Linked DNA regions of Zea mays: regions 1 and 2 are each linked to region 3. A link is a contact called in public Hi-C data. All regions are on one chromosome and are shown on one strand. The core of a region is the stretch at or near the end of the contact, and the rest is flanking DNA. Distances in the headings are between cores, read along the strand shown.

Region 1 (3,950 bases), core at 435-2,934, 180 kb after region 3:
TTTCCCCTAATTCAACCTCGTGCGAGCGAAAGTTTGCAACGGTGGATTTATCAAATGCACGCACTAGCCTTTTATAATCATTTTTCATACCCCCTGTAATCTGTTGCATCTGGTCTCGCTGCTCATCTATGTAAGCTCTAAGAGATTGGATTTCGTTTGTTTCGCTTACCTTGGGGTAGCCGCAGTAGGTTGAAGCGAAGCCAGATTAGTCGCCCGTTGTCGAACAACCTTGTTGTTCCTGTCCACTCTGAAATTGGCCAGGAACTTTGCTTTTGCTTCCTTTATCAGCTGCTCCTAGTGCTCCTTGAACTCCAGTTGTTCTTCAGCCAGCAAGTTTTGCAAAGTCGGCTCGATGATGTTACTGGGGGAGACGTTAGAGCTATCTTTTGATCCGGCCGTTGAGGGCCAACCTGATAGATCTTCACGTGATGTCTCTAGCGGAGTCACCAAAAAAGTGTGTTGGCGTCGATCCGGGCGTCATTCACTGCGATGAGTACCGACGGCGGTGCTCTCTGCGGAAGCGCGGACAGTCCGCAGCCGAGGGTCGGACGTTCCACGACCTGGCGCAGAGGTTAGGGTTCCTGCCTAACAAGCCGGACGGTTCGCGCCTGGGGGCCGGACGGACCACACGTGCGCAAGGGCGGCGGAGTTCGCCGAACAGCACCTGGATCTCGGTCCCGGTAGGGACCCCGTCGGGGAGGAGAGATCCTAGGGTTTGTCTTTGGATCGGCAGGCCAACCAAGACACCTCTAAACGACGTAGAGCCAGAGAGAGGTGAAAATTAGAGAGAGGAATCTAAGTTACTATCTACTCCTAGGGCAAAATGTAAAAAACTAGAGGTATATTGATTGATTGATTGATTGTTAGTTTTTCAATCGGCCGTACCCCTTTAAATATATAAGGGGGAGGTCTGGATCCGTTTCTAGTCGTTCTCCAACAGCTCTCGCGGGATTAGAGGGCTAAACACGCGAAGAGATAGAAGTTTTAACCGTCTGATTCGATATATTCATGGACCGTCCATGCCTATGAGCGAACCGTCTGGCCGTGATCAGTACCACAAATGCTGCTCAACAATACGTGATGGTCTTACTTACAAAGCCTATGCTTATTGTGATGCGGCGCTAGTAATAAAGGATCTCGGACCGACAAAGGTGATTGTTAAAACGGGTTGCCAAGGATTAGTGGCTCCATGGAATTCTAGAAGTAGTAATTGGTGTGCTATTAAATCAAATCAAGGAACTTGGCCGACAAAGCACACATTTTTCTCTTTGCTTTATGTAAAGGAGGGTAGCAAACATGTGTGTTTCATTACACAAACAACCAAGTTCGCTTTGATTTCAAATTCTGAATATACGTGGTTGCATGATATCCCGAACTTTTTTATGTCTCAATGTATTCAGCATGCAGAACTCTCGTGCTAAGAAATGAATGAAGCAATAAAAAGGCTCTTTTTCCCGGGTGTTTTGGTGGTTTAGTCTGGCTTTGCTTTTTAGATTGTTGTGGTTCGGTGTCCGTGTGAACTCCTGGATCTGGATTCTGGACTGTGGAGTGTTTGGGTCTGTGTTTTGAAACAGAGAGTCGAGACTTTAATTCTGCGAGGGTGGTATGTGCAAAACTGGACGGGCCGTGCATTATCATGAGAGCCTACTATTATTTCTACACACCCACAACCACAACCCTTGTGACATTATTGCCCCCTCTTCCCTTCCCAACCCAACCCATTGCATTTGCAAGCCCTTTTACATTGCAGAGCGCCAGAGCCTCGCTCGCTCTCGGAACAGAGCTAGGCAGCTAACAGACGAAGAAGAAGCAAGCCAAGCAGAATTGAGAGAGAGGCGAGGACGTGGCGACGACGGCAGCCGCGATGGCGACGACGACGGACCTGGGGTTCGAGGCGACGGAGCTCCGCCTGGGCCTGCCCGGCGGGGGAGGTGGAGGGGAGCCGGCGCTGGGCGGCGAGGGGAGGAGCTCTTCCTCCGCCTCCGGCAAGAGGGGCTTCGCCGAGACCATCGACCTGAAGCTGAAGCTGGAGCCAGCGGCCGTCGTGGAGGCGGAGGAGGAGGAGGAGGACCACGGCGTTGCTGTTGCCCTTGAGAAGGAGGAGGAGGCCGGGAAGATGAAGCGGTCCCCGAGCCAGAGCAGCGTCGCCGCCGCCGCCGCCGCCGTGCTGGCTGACCCCGCCGAGAAGCCGCGCGCCGCCAAGTACGTCGTCGTCCTGTCCTGTCTCCTGTCTACTGTCCTAGCTCTAGCTCTGTTCCGTACGTATGTGCATATATGCTTAGCTGTTAATCGTCTCCACTCCATGATGCACATATATGCCCCGCGCGCTTCAAGTCACGAATCTCTCTGCTCCAGTTTATCCGTTTGCTCATAGGTAATAGAGAAAGACAGAGAGGGCCGGGGGGAGAATTAATCCAACCGTGTTAATAACCATGCGATCTTTGTTCATCCAACAACGAAGAACACGATCGAGCACGAACGCACATCTACGTACTCCTACCTATCATCGCAACAACGATCGAGCACCAGCCGCGTGCCAGCTGGTTGAAGACAAGATGCATGAGTTGAGCCCGGATACGATCCACGAACTGCTCGTAGTCGTAGCCAGCCAGCCCAGCAGTCGAGGAGGAGGAGGAGGAAGAGACAGCGGCACGTTACGTGTGGGGGCAGCGGGAGACAGCGGCTAGTGCCGACACGATAAAAGAAAGAAAAGAAACCCCACCACACTGCACGTATAGATCTCTTTCTCTGCCTCTGCCATTTTTTTGTCCACATCAACATCATTTTCCACATCACTCGCCTGTCCGGTTCGTTCATGCATCCGGTCCTGATCGCTCGCTCGCTCGCTGCTCCAGGCCAGGCTTAGAACCGATGGTGACGGCACGGTAGAACAGAGAACTACTGTGTGTGCGTGTGGGGTTATACATCTATCTATCTCTCTCTCTTTTTTATTATTTGGGCCCCTGTTCTGTTTCCCATACTGCCAAAGACTATACTATAGACGCCCATGCACTGCGCCATGGTCGTAAGCTACATTGGGTTCACCGTTCATGGATCGCCATTCTAGATCTGCTGTCCCCCGGCCTAGCTAAGCTAGCCCTCCTCCATATTACTATCGACTTTTTTCTCATAAAAAAACACATTTTGCACATGCCTACGACGTGTATGTTTTGGGCAAGAAATAAAACAAGGTACCACTACCCAGTCCACACAGAGACTACATGCATGAGCAACGAACAAACAAAAAAAAGCAGTAAAGTATATATAGTGTATATACTTATACTATACAACAGCAACGAACCAAAAAAAAAAACAGGACAGCTTAACAATTTGCACGCAATTTGCAGTAAAGTATATAGTATGTATATACTTATAAATCTAATGCTGGATCTGGATGGACGTCTCAGTCTCATCTACCGTGTGTACGTTTTGAGTTTTGACAGAGGGAGGTATATTGTATATACACCTGCAGGGCTCAGGTGGTGGGATGGCCACCGGTCCGGTCGTTCCGGAAGAACATCATGTCCGTGCAGTCCGACAAGGGCGCCGCCGCCGCCAACGGCGACAAGTCCTCGCCGGCGGCAGGCGGCGGTGCCGCGTTCGTGAAGGTGAGCTTGGACGGCGCGCCCTACCTGCGCAAAGTGGACCTCAAGATGTACAGGAGCTACCAGCAGCTGTCCAAGGCGCTCGAGAACATGTTCAGCTCCTTCACCATCGGTACTAAATTTAATTTGACAGCTGCTACTACTACTACCATAATTACTACATCGCGGTAAAAACACAGCGCACTCGATTCTTTTTTAACCTTTCTAATGAAGTACCTACAAAGTACACCAAAGTATATATACTCCTCTTTTTTTTTGGAAACGGAACTGATCTGTTTTTAAATTAAAATGCATGCAAGGTGTTTTATTTTAGTTCGTTCTAATATAATAAGTCAAATCCTGTAT
Region 2 (3,873 bases), core at 530-3,029, 190 kb before region 3:
GAGAGCGGGGGCAGAGGCACCGCGAGCGAAGGTGTGGTTCGGCGGCGGCACAGTGAAGGCTGTGGATCCCCCTGGCCGCGGGCAACGCAGGGATGGGGACGGGGCAGACATCGACGCATGGGGTGGTTGCGCGGGCCGATGATTGCGGGCAGTGATGGATAGTGTGATGATGGTGGGGCGATGATGGAGGGTTCTTGGAATTGCGCGGCCGAGAGCGGGGCAAGGGGAGAATGTCGGAGGCAGGGGCAGGCAGAACCGTGCGCCAGACAATGTGGACGCCTACGGTATCTTCTTAAGAGTAGTAGAGATATGGCCTTTCCGTACCGGCCATTTCGTGCCTGCCTTAAATAAGTCGTAAGTCGTGCCCGCCCATAGCCCGTGATATCGGCCCACTTACAGTTTGATGCATCGAGCCGGTCTAACCGATCTAAAATATTTCAGATCGTGCCATGTCTGAGCTATGTTTTTTTGCGTTTTGAATCAACTCATCAGACTCGGTCTAAATGTATACCTATAGAATGGAGCCATTTCCCTTTTTCATGTTTTTGGTTGAAAGGATAAGAACAAGATCCATCCTCTTTAAGGAATATCCACGAAATACTCGTAAATACTCGTAAGAATGGAGTTTTCCTCCACAAGAAAAAGACATATATTAGAATTTAGAAGATGTTTAGTTTTTATGTAATAATTTATAGTTCCTATATTTTATTTTATTTTATTTTAATTCGTAATGTGGGTCGGAGAGACTCCACACTATAGTCCACCTCTTTTCCATCTTCATCGTGGTCATCCTCCCATTAATATCTCCAACAAACTTATCTCACTCTCTCCCACTTTCTACTTCAAACTAGTGGTGGATTCAGACCCGGGGCTGCCCGGGCTGCAGCCCATGTCACGACCCCATCTCTGCACTACGTTAGAATGCAGCAACATCGTGCGCTAGCCCTGTCCGTGCTGCAAGAGCAGCTCATGCCATCAACCTAGCATGCAGTAGCTAGCAGCCTAAAAGCAGTGCACTAGCAACTAGCAAGCTAGAACCATTGTTCAGCATCCAGCCTGTACAGCGCACTACCTACCAGGCGCAGACAAGAACTATTGGACAGTGAACCACCAGGCACAAGAGTAGCACCAGCATATTTGCATGCCTGCAACAGCCTAGAACTCTAGGTTAGTTGTTTATCGTAATTTTAATTAATTTTGTTTCATCAATTATTTACTAGGTTAGTTAATAAAATTAATGTTTATGTTTATAGAGATAGGATGGATAAGTTTTTCATAAAAAAGATGGTTTAACATAATACTTAGAATAAAAATTTTAAACTTGTCTTAGTAGTCCCTCCTTTAGGCTTTCTGGATCCGCCACTGCTTCAAACTCCACTCTTTAAAAAATGTAATCTATAGCAACAACTAATATGCAATCAGACCTTATATGCAAGTGCAAACGAGCCTTTTAGTCCGTTAGATCATGATCTAACTGTAGACATGATCGTGGTTTGTTAGGGGTTTTTTATAAATCTATACGAGCTGACGGTGGAATGATTTAATTGTTAAATATGATATATTGTTGCATAATCTAATGAACCAGGAACCTCGCTTGCACGCTTGCACATAAAACCTGATTGTATATTAGTTGTTGCCGTAATCTATGGTATATAAAACGAAATAATTGAAATTCTATCACTTGAAACGTTGTCTGCTTGTTAATATTACTCTTGTGTCTATGAATTGTGGGGCCATCCGTGTCTATAAAATGTCGAACTGATGACAATTTTATGAATATGTTTTGTGGTGACGGCAAATACCAAATTCTCTCAAAACAAAATATTTGGAATACGATCGTCGGTCCGCTGGAGATGCCTGCTGCCTCCGTTTCTGTTTGTGTGCGTGTCTCGGAGAAGCTCTCCCTCGCCTCGCAGATCCGCGGCCTGCTTTGTTGCTGCTTTGCCAGCAAGCTGCCGCGCTCATCCTCGCGCGACGCCAGCGGCGGGGTGGCCCCTCTCCAGTGACCCGGCGACTGCTCCCGTCGGTGCCGCCGCCGCCTCCTCCTCCGAGATCCATTCCCGTGCCCGCGGCAAGGACCAGATCCATCACCGCGCCACGAGCTACAGCAGGCGACATCCGCCCCGGGGTCGCACGCCGCCTGCTAGCCGCGGACGTCCCGGGAGCCCCGTTCGCAGACGCCTGCACGCGCGCGGCGCGCAACGAGCTCCGCCACCTGCCGTCGTGAAGCAGCGGTGAGAACCCACCCTGCTCCCTCTCCCGTAGCCATGTCAGGCATGTCCCGCTCTACAGTCTAGACATTGAACTACTGTCAGTTTTGCTCGGTCTGCTGTTGTTTCTATATCCATGTGGTTACGAACACAGGATGTTTTACCCCTTTATTTACTGGTTCTGAACTTAGAATTACTACGTGCCCGATAACTATTCCTCACCCGACACTAGTCCTAGTCCTGATCGCAGAAGTGAGCAGACAATATTTCTGCTAGATGTTTAACTTACTTGGTTCGCTCTGAACTTAGAACTGCTACCTGCCTGAAAATTATTCATCACCTGACACTAATCCTGATTGCAGAAATGAAGTTTGAACAATATTTTCTGCTAGATGTTTAACTGTGCAAACTTTCAGAGAAGAGATCTGTTATTTGTTAGATCTCGCCCAACTAAAGCCTTCCAGCTATAGGCTGCTGCTGCCACTATTACAATTACGTGCCTTATTGTTTAACATTTAACAAATACTGAAACATATCTCTGTATTGTCTATTTTTGCTAAATGCCACGTTCATGTATGAGTGTATCCATATCTGTGCTACATAGATTTCAGGTGTGTCCAATGAAGACTATACTTTTCAGTTGTCTTTATTATAGAAGGTGTCTTGGTACTCTGTTGCTGTACTTTATTTTATTTAACCGGAGTTTATGTTTTAGGCAACAATTGTACTTTGTGTTTGATTATTGTGATTCTATAGAAGATTCACTATACCTAGCTTCGTGCTAATATCATCTTGTAGACTTGACGGCAAAAGGACCCTTTGAATCAAAGAGAAGTTCGTCACTGAGGCTGAAGAAAATCTGGATGTGTTTACCTTTCAGGGCTTACTAATTTTGAGAGGTGTCTGACATAGACTAAAAAAAAATCAGCGCCAGGGCTCAGGGAGCGACCTACCCCAAGGTGGGGAGTTGGTTCCTTTTCCAGTAATAATGAGGGCAAATTCATATCCCATCATGATGGAAGAGGACATGGAAAATGGAAGGTCGTATCAAGAAAGACCAAGGGCTTTTTCAACAGTACGAAGCAAATCATCTGTACCGCTGGTATGGACTATTGCTAAGCTTTCTCCACCTTTAAAAATACATAACTGACTTTTGTGGCTACATTGAAAAGGACAAACTTAGCATCCATTCATATGTCATGTGCTCACTTTGTGTGTGTATTTCGTTCTCGTTAGCTTGGGATTAAAAGGCTATGTTGATGTTGATGCTAGTAAATGCAAGTACATGGTATTTGTCCTGAAACAAAGCATTGTGGAATGTCCCTGTTTTTGTTGCTATATTCACACTATTTTATTTTGGATGGGAAAGAAATATTCACACTGTTTATTTATTTATTTATTTATTTATTTATTTTTCTTTCATTAGTTTTAATGTATATGGCTATTGACAATTATCGTGAAAGGACCTCTAGCTGAGTTGGTTAGGTGGTCTGAGTAGCACTTATAAGTCCTAGGTTCGACTCCTCGTGGGAGCGAATTTCAGGCTATGGAGTAGCACTTATTAGGTCCTGGGTTCGAGTCCTCGTGGTAGCGAATTTCAGGCTGTGGTTATGAAAATCCCTTCGTCTATTCTACTCCAAAGCACAGGTCTAAGGCCCGGTCT
Region 3 (3,858 bases), core at 490-2,989:
ACGTCTATCACCCACTATTGCGGCTGTGTGTACGAGTAAGAAGTGCGTGTGAGACATTCATGTTTCTACACATCACACATACATCTATAGGTAAGTAGTAAAACTATATATACATAACATCACATTCATAACATTAACATGATATTCATCAATTAACAATATTTGCAACATCCAAATTTAGGTCAAATCATACTAACAAATAACAATATTAAATAAATTGTAATCGCACTACAGTTAACTCCCGTCGGCCATAAAAAACCGACGAAAATAAACAATATTTACAACATTAAATCCATTAAATTAAATAATATTTTCAGAACATCAAATTTATTAACCATAACATCAAATTTATCATATCGAAACCTTCATACATCATCCTAATATTATAAGTTAAATCTAATCAATAAATAACATCAAATTCAACAATTTAATAGCATAACTTAAATCTACTATAATAATTTAATTAATACTTACCTAACATCAAGCCACACATGTAATATTAAAAATAGCAAGTATAATGCTTAAAGTCATATGAAAACTAAGAACACTATCAATTAACAATTTTAAACTAACTCTAATCACATGAAAGTTAACTCACGTCGGCCATAAAAATCCGACGAAAATAAACATCTACACATATCTAACTACTATAATCACACTCGCATTCACAGTTAAGGATGTATACCTCAACGACAAGGCGGCACAAGGCGGGTGCAACGGCGTTCGGGGAGGCGGTTGGGGGCGGCAGCGGCACTCGGGGAGGCGATCGGGGGCGACGGCGGTGCTCAGGGAGCCAGTCGGGGCGGCGGCGATGGTGGCCGGCGGGGGAGGCGTCGGTCGGCGCCGGTGTTTGCGACGGCGATGGGGGCCGGCTGGGGCGGCGCGGTGGTCATGACCGGCTGGGGCGGCGCGGCGGCGGCGGTCGATTTCAAGGAAGAGATCAGAGGAGAGGAATGAGCCCGCGCGGGCTCATCCCTGCTCATAAAACATTAATTCCCATCGGCCAGAGTACGGGGCCGACGAGAATAAGGTAATCCCCGTTGGCCTACGCTCTGGTCGACAGAAGTTAAGGTAATCCTCGTCGGCCTGTGTGTGAGCCGACGGGAGTTAATTTATCCACGTCGGCTGTGGGTTAGCCGACGGAAGTTACTTTATCCCGTCGGCCTTTTCTCTGACCGATGGGAATTAACTTGGCCGACAGGAATCGTTAGGATTCTTGTAGTACGTACCCGCGGATCAAAACCTTCACCCGTAGCTACACCCATCGTCGGATCGGATATCGGTTGGGTTTCAGGTTTAGGGGTTAAAATTGTATCCTTGGACCACGCCGTACGTACAGTGGACAGTGCGAGCAGACGAGAAGTGGCTTGAAAGATACAGCTCGATAGATGCAGCGCAATCATGCATGCATGGTTACTCCGATCCATCCCATGCCCACACTGTGCATCCATTAACGACCCAACAGGCGAAGATGGGCTCGCGTGGTACTGGTACGTGCATATATACGTGCGACAACGATGCATGCATGCATGGGCCCGGGATCGCGTGGTCCACGTATACGTACGTACATGCATACCTATACGGCTATACCATCCCATGCATGGAAGATGCAACGATAGCTGGATGCATCGGCAGCTGGCCAACGGAGAAGAGAACGAGAAGCGTGCATGCGCTGCTCCAGTGCTTGGTAGCAGTAACTAGCGTGTGGACACGTAGTACTGGACAGTACAGTATGTGCGCATGTGAGATCGACACGTACGTCGTCGCAAGAATGTAGCTGGGCTCGCTAGTCGTCCATACCACGGAGTAGTACTAGCTAGCTATAGCTAGCCATATATATATATGCATGCATAGGTAGCATATGTATCATCAGCTAGTTGCAACTGCAATGCAACGGACCTTGGATTGTTGTTGCAGCTAGCTGGCTCTCGTGCGTGACGCGTCAACGTCTTGCCATGAATTTTATGGGGTACCGTACGTACCTGTCGATATGGATGTAGTGGTAGTGCTAGCTAGCTGGACTACGGCCTTGCTGGTAAGTAGGCATGCAGCTACCTTTATCCGATCCAGCAGCTATCGGCGTTCTTAAAATAAATCTTAGCGCTAACAAGATCTAGGAAAAACACGCGAACAAGCAGGTACTCTGAGAAGCAGTAATTTTAAATAATCTTCTCTAAAATTTAGCCTAGAGGAGGGGCTTATGAGCCGCCGGAGATGGACTCAGAGCATGTTTAGTTCGCTGCTGCTACAGTTTATCACATCTAAGGTTAGACATGTTTAATTAAGTTAGGTATGTGTTTAATTTATAGCCACAGTTGTAATAAAGATAGAACACTAATATAGGTATAATATATTTAGTTCACTTCATGGTGTGTCCTATACGCTTTTGATAAAAATTTCATAAAATAATACAATGTTACAGTTATTTTTATTAGTTGAGCTCTATATTTTAAGATAGAGTATTGATTTAAGTTACTCTTGGTCTTGGATATGCTATAAAATGCTTAGAGACACCGTGTCGATTATAACAAAAAAATAGTTAAATAATAAAATAGACGTTATTTGTGAACGTAGTAATTATTACTAATCATCTTATCCCAACAGGCGTCAGCGTCAGTGCGAAAGATTGAACGTAAGCGTCGCAATTAACTACACTGCTAATCAGTTGCTATATTATAGCTAGGACAGAGACAACACGTACGCTAGAGAGATCGAGCGTGTGCGTGCGTGCATGCGCGTGGTTTGGTCGATCGCCCACACCACTGACCACACGCACGTACGTGTCACTTTCACTGCCCGCCCGTGCACACAGACTGCGACGTCGTTCCAATTCATAATAGTTCCATGAGCGTGTACGTCCACCACGCAATGTCACGTCTATCATCACGCGCTCTATGCCTCTCTACTACTATATAGTGCAGGTTTAGGAGTTTGGGTTCATTTTATGAGGATTGGGAGTTTGCAAATACTGAGCTAAACGAAACTGCTTACCGGCCTTTGCTCTCCAATTTGTTCTTGTTCAAGTGGTTTTATAGTTCTTTGTCTTTGCCCAGTTGATTTTGAACACAGTTATTCACAGTAGACGAACTATCACGTACATTTACTTTTCTATCTCTTTATTTGTGCCGCACCTCCGATCCTTATGTATTTTACATATGTTTGATTGAAACAGTACAACTCTTATATATATATATATATATATATATATATATATATATATATATATATATATATATATAGTTTATATATTAAGAGCCCTGTGCTTGCAATAACTAGAGGAAGCTCAGGTCGGACGGTGCAATTCGGTCGAGCCGAACCACATCCGGACGTCTATAAAACAGGACCCGGAGTGCTACGGTTCAGTTTTTTACGCTCCACCTCGATTCATTAGCGACGCCGCGTGCGACGACGGCGGTTGCCCCAGAACGTGCGCGGCGGTGGACCCCCAGCCGGTGGCCGCAACTCCATGACCTCGACGCACGGTGGCGAAGGTTCCTCGATCCGGAGTAGTGGCGACGGTTCCCAGGTCGGTGGCGGCGGCTCCCCGATCCAGAGGGCGAGCGACAACGGGACCCTTGTGCGGGCAAGTGGCGGCGTCCCCGAGGTCCCGAGGAGGCGGCACTTCCAAGGCCGGCGAGCAAGCGACGCCCGTCGACGTGCGAGTAGCGACGGCGACGCATGAGGCGCGATGTTCGAGTGAGCGGCGTCATGGAAGGCCCAAGATGCGCATAGCAATGATCGCGCGTGACATCCTCCGATCCGCCGCAGTTTTCTTTTCGATTATTGTGTTTTATGCCTACCACATGGATTATTTACGCCAAAAACTGTACGATTTTATGCTTAAACACGAAGTTCGTA

What was found. Hi-C and Micro-C count contacts between places; a contact is called where the count stands out from the background.
Region 1: a Hi-C map of leaf shows a contact between it and region 3, with 3 times the contacts expected there. The contact joins the promoter of LOC100284259 here to the enhancer-like site in region 3. A contact is called at or near these places in 6 of 25 Hi-C or Micro-C datasets (ear, leaf, root tip and 1 more) and 1 of 3 datasets of contacts at active chromatin or transcription factors (leaf).
Region 2: a contact with region 3 is called in a Hi-C map of leaf, with 5 times the contacts expected there. The contact joins the promoter of LOC103650470 here to the enhancer-like site in region 3. A contact is called at or near these places in 3 of 25 Hi-C or Micro-C datasets (ear, endosperm and leaf).

Annotation. Positions count from the first base shown.
Region 1 is chr3:119,200,742-119,204,691 of Zm-B73-REFERENCE-NAM-5.0, reverse strand. LOC100284259 reads left to right here and starts at 1,684. Exons shown (of 5, transcript NM_001371982.1): 1 at 1,684-2,202; 2 at 3,473-3,717. The coding sequence starts at 1,865.
Region 2 is chr3:119,566,702-119,570,574 of Zm-B73-REFERENCE-NAM-5.0, reverse strand. LOC103650470 (pyrophosphate-energized membrane proton pump 3) reads left to right here and starts at 1,779. Exons shown (of 15, transcript XM_008676058.2): 1 at 1,779-2,234; 2 at 3,009-3,312. The coding sequence starts at 3,199.
Region 3 is chr3:119,377,297-119,381,154 of Zm-B73-REFERENCE-NAM-5.0, reverse strand. No RefSeq gene overlaps it. Among protein-coding and RNA genes, the nearest start is that of LOC103650469, 4.8 kb to the left of the region's middle. Within about 2 kb of position 1,739, at least 16 of the 20 cell types and tissues checked have an H3K27ac peak or open chromatin away from gene starts, as enhancers often do. A contact at or near this core is called in ear, leaf and tassel, where this site is marked.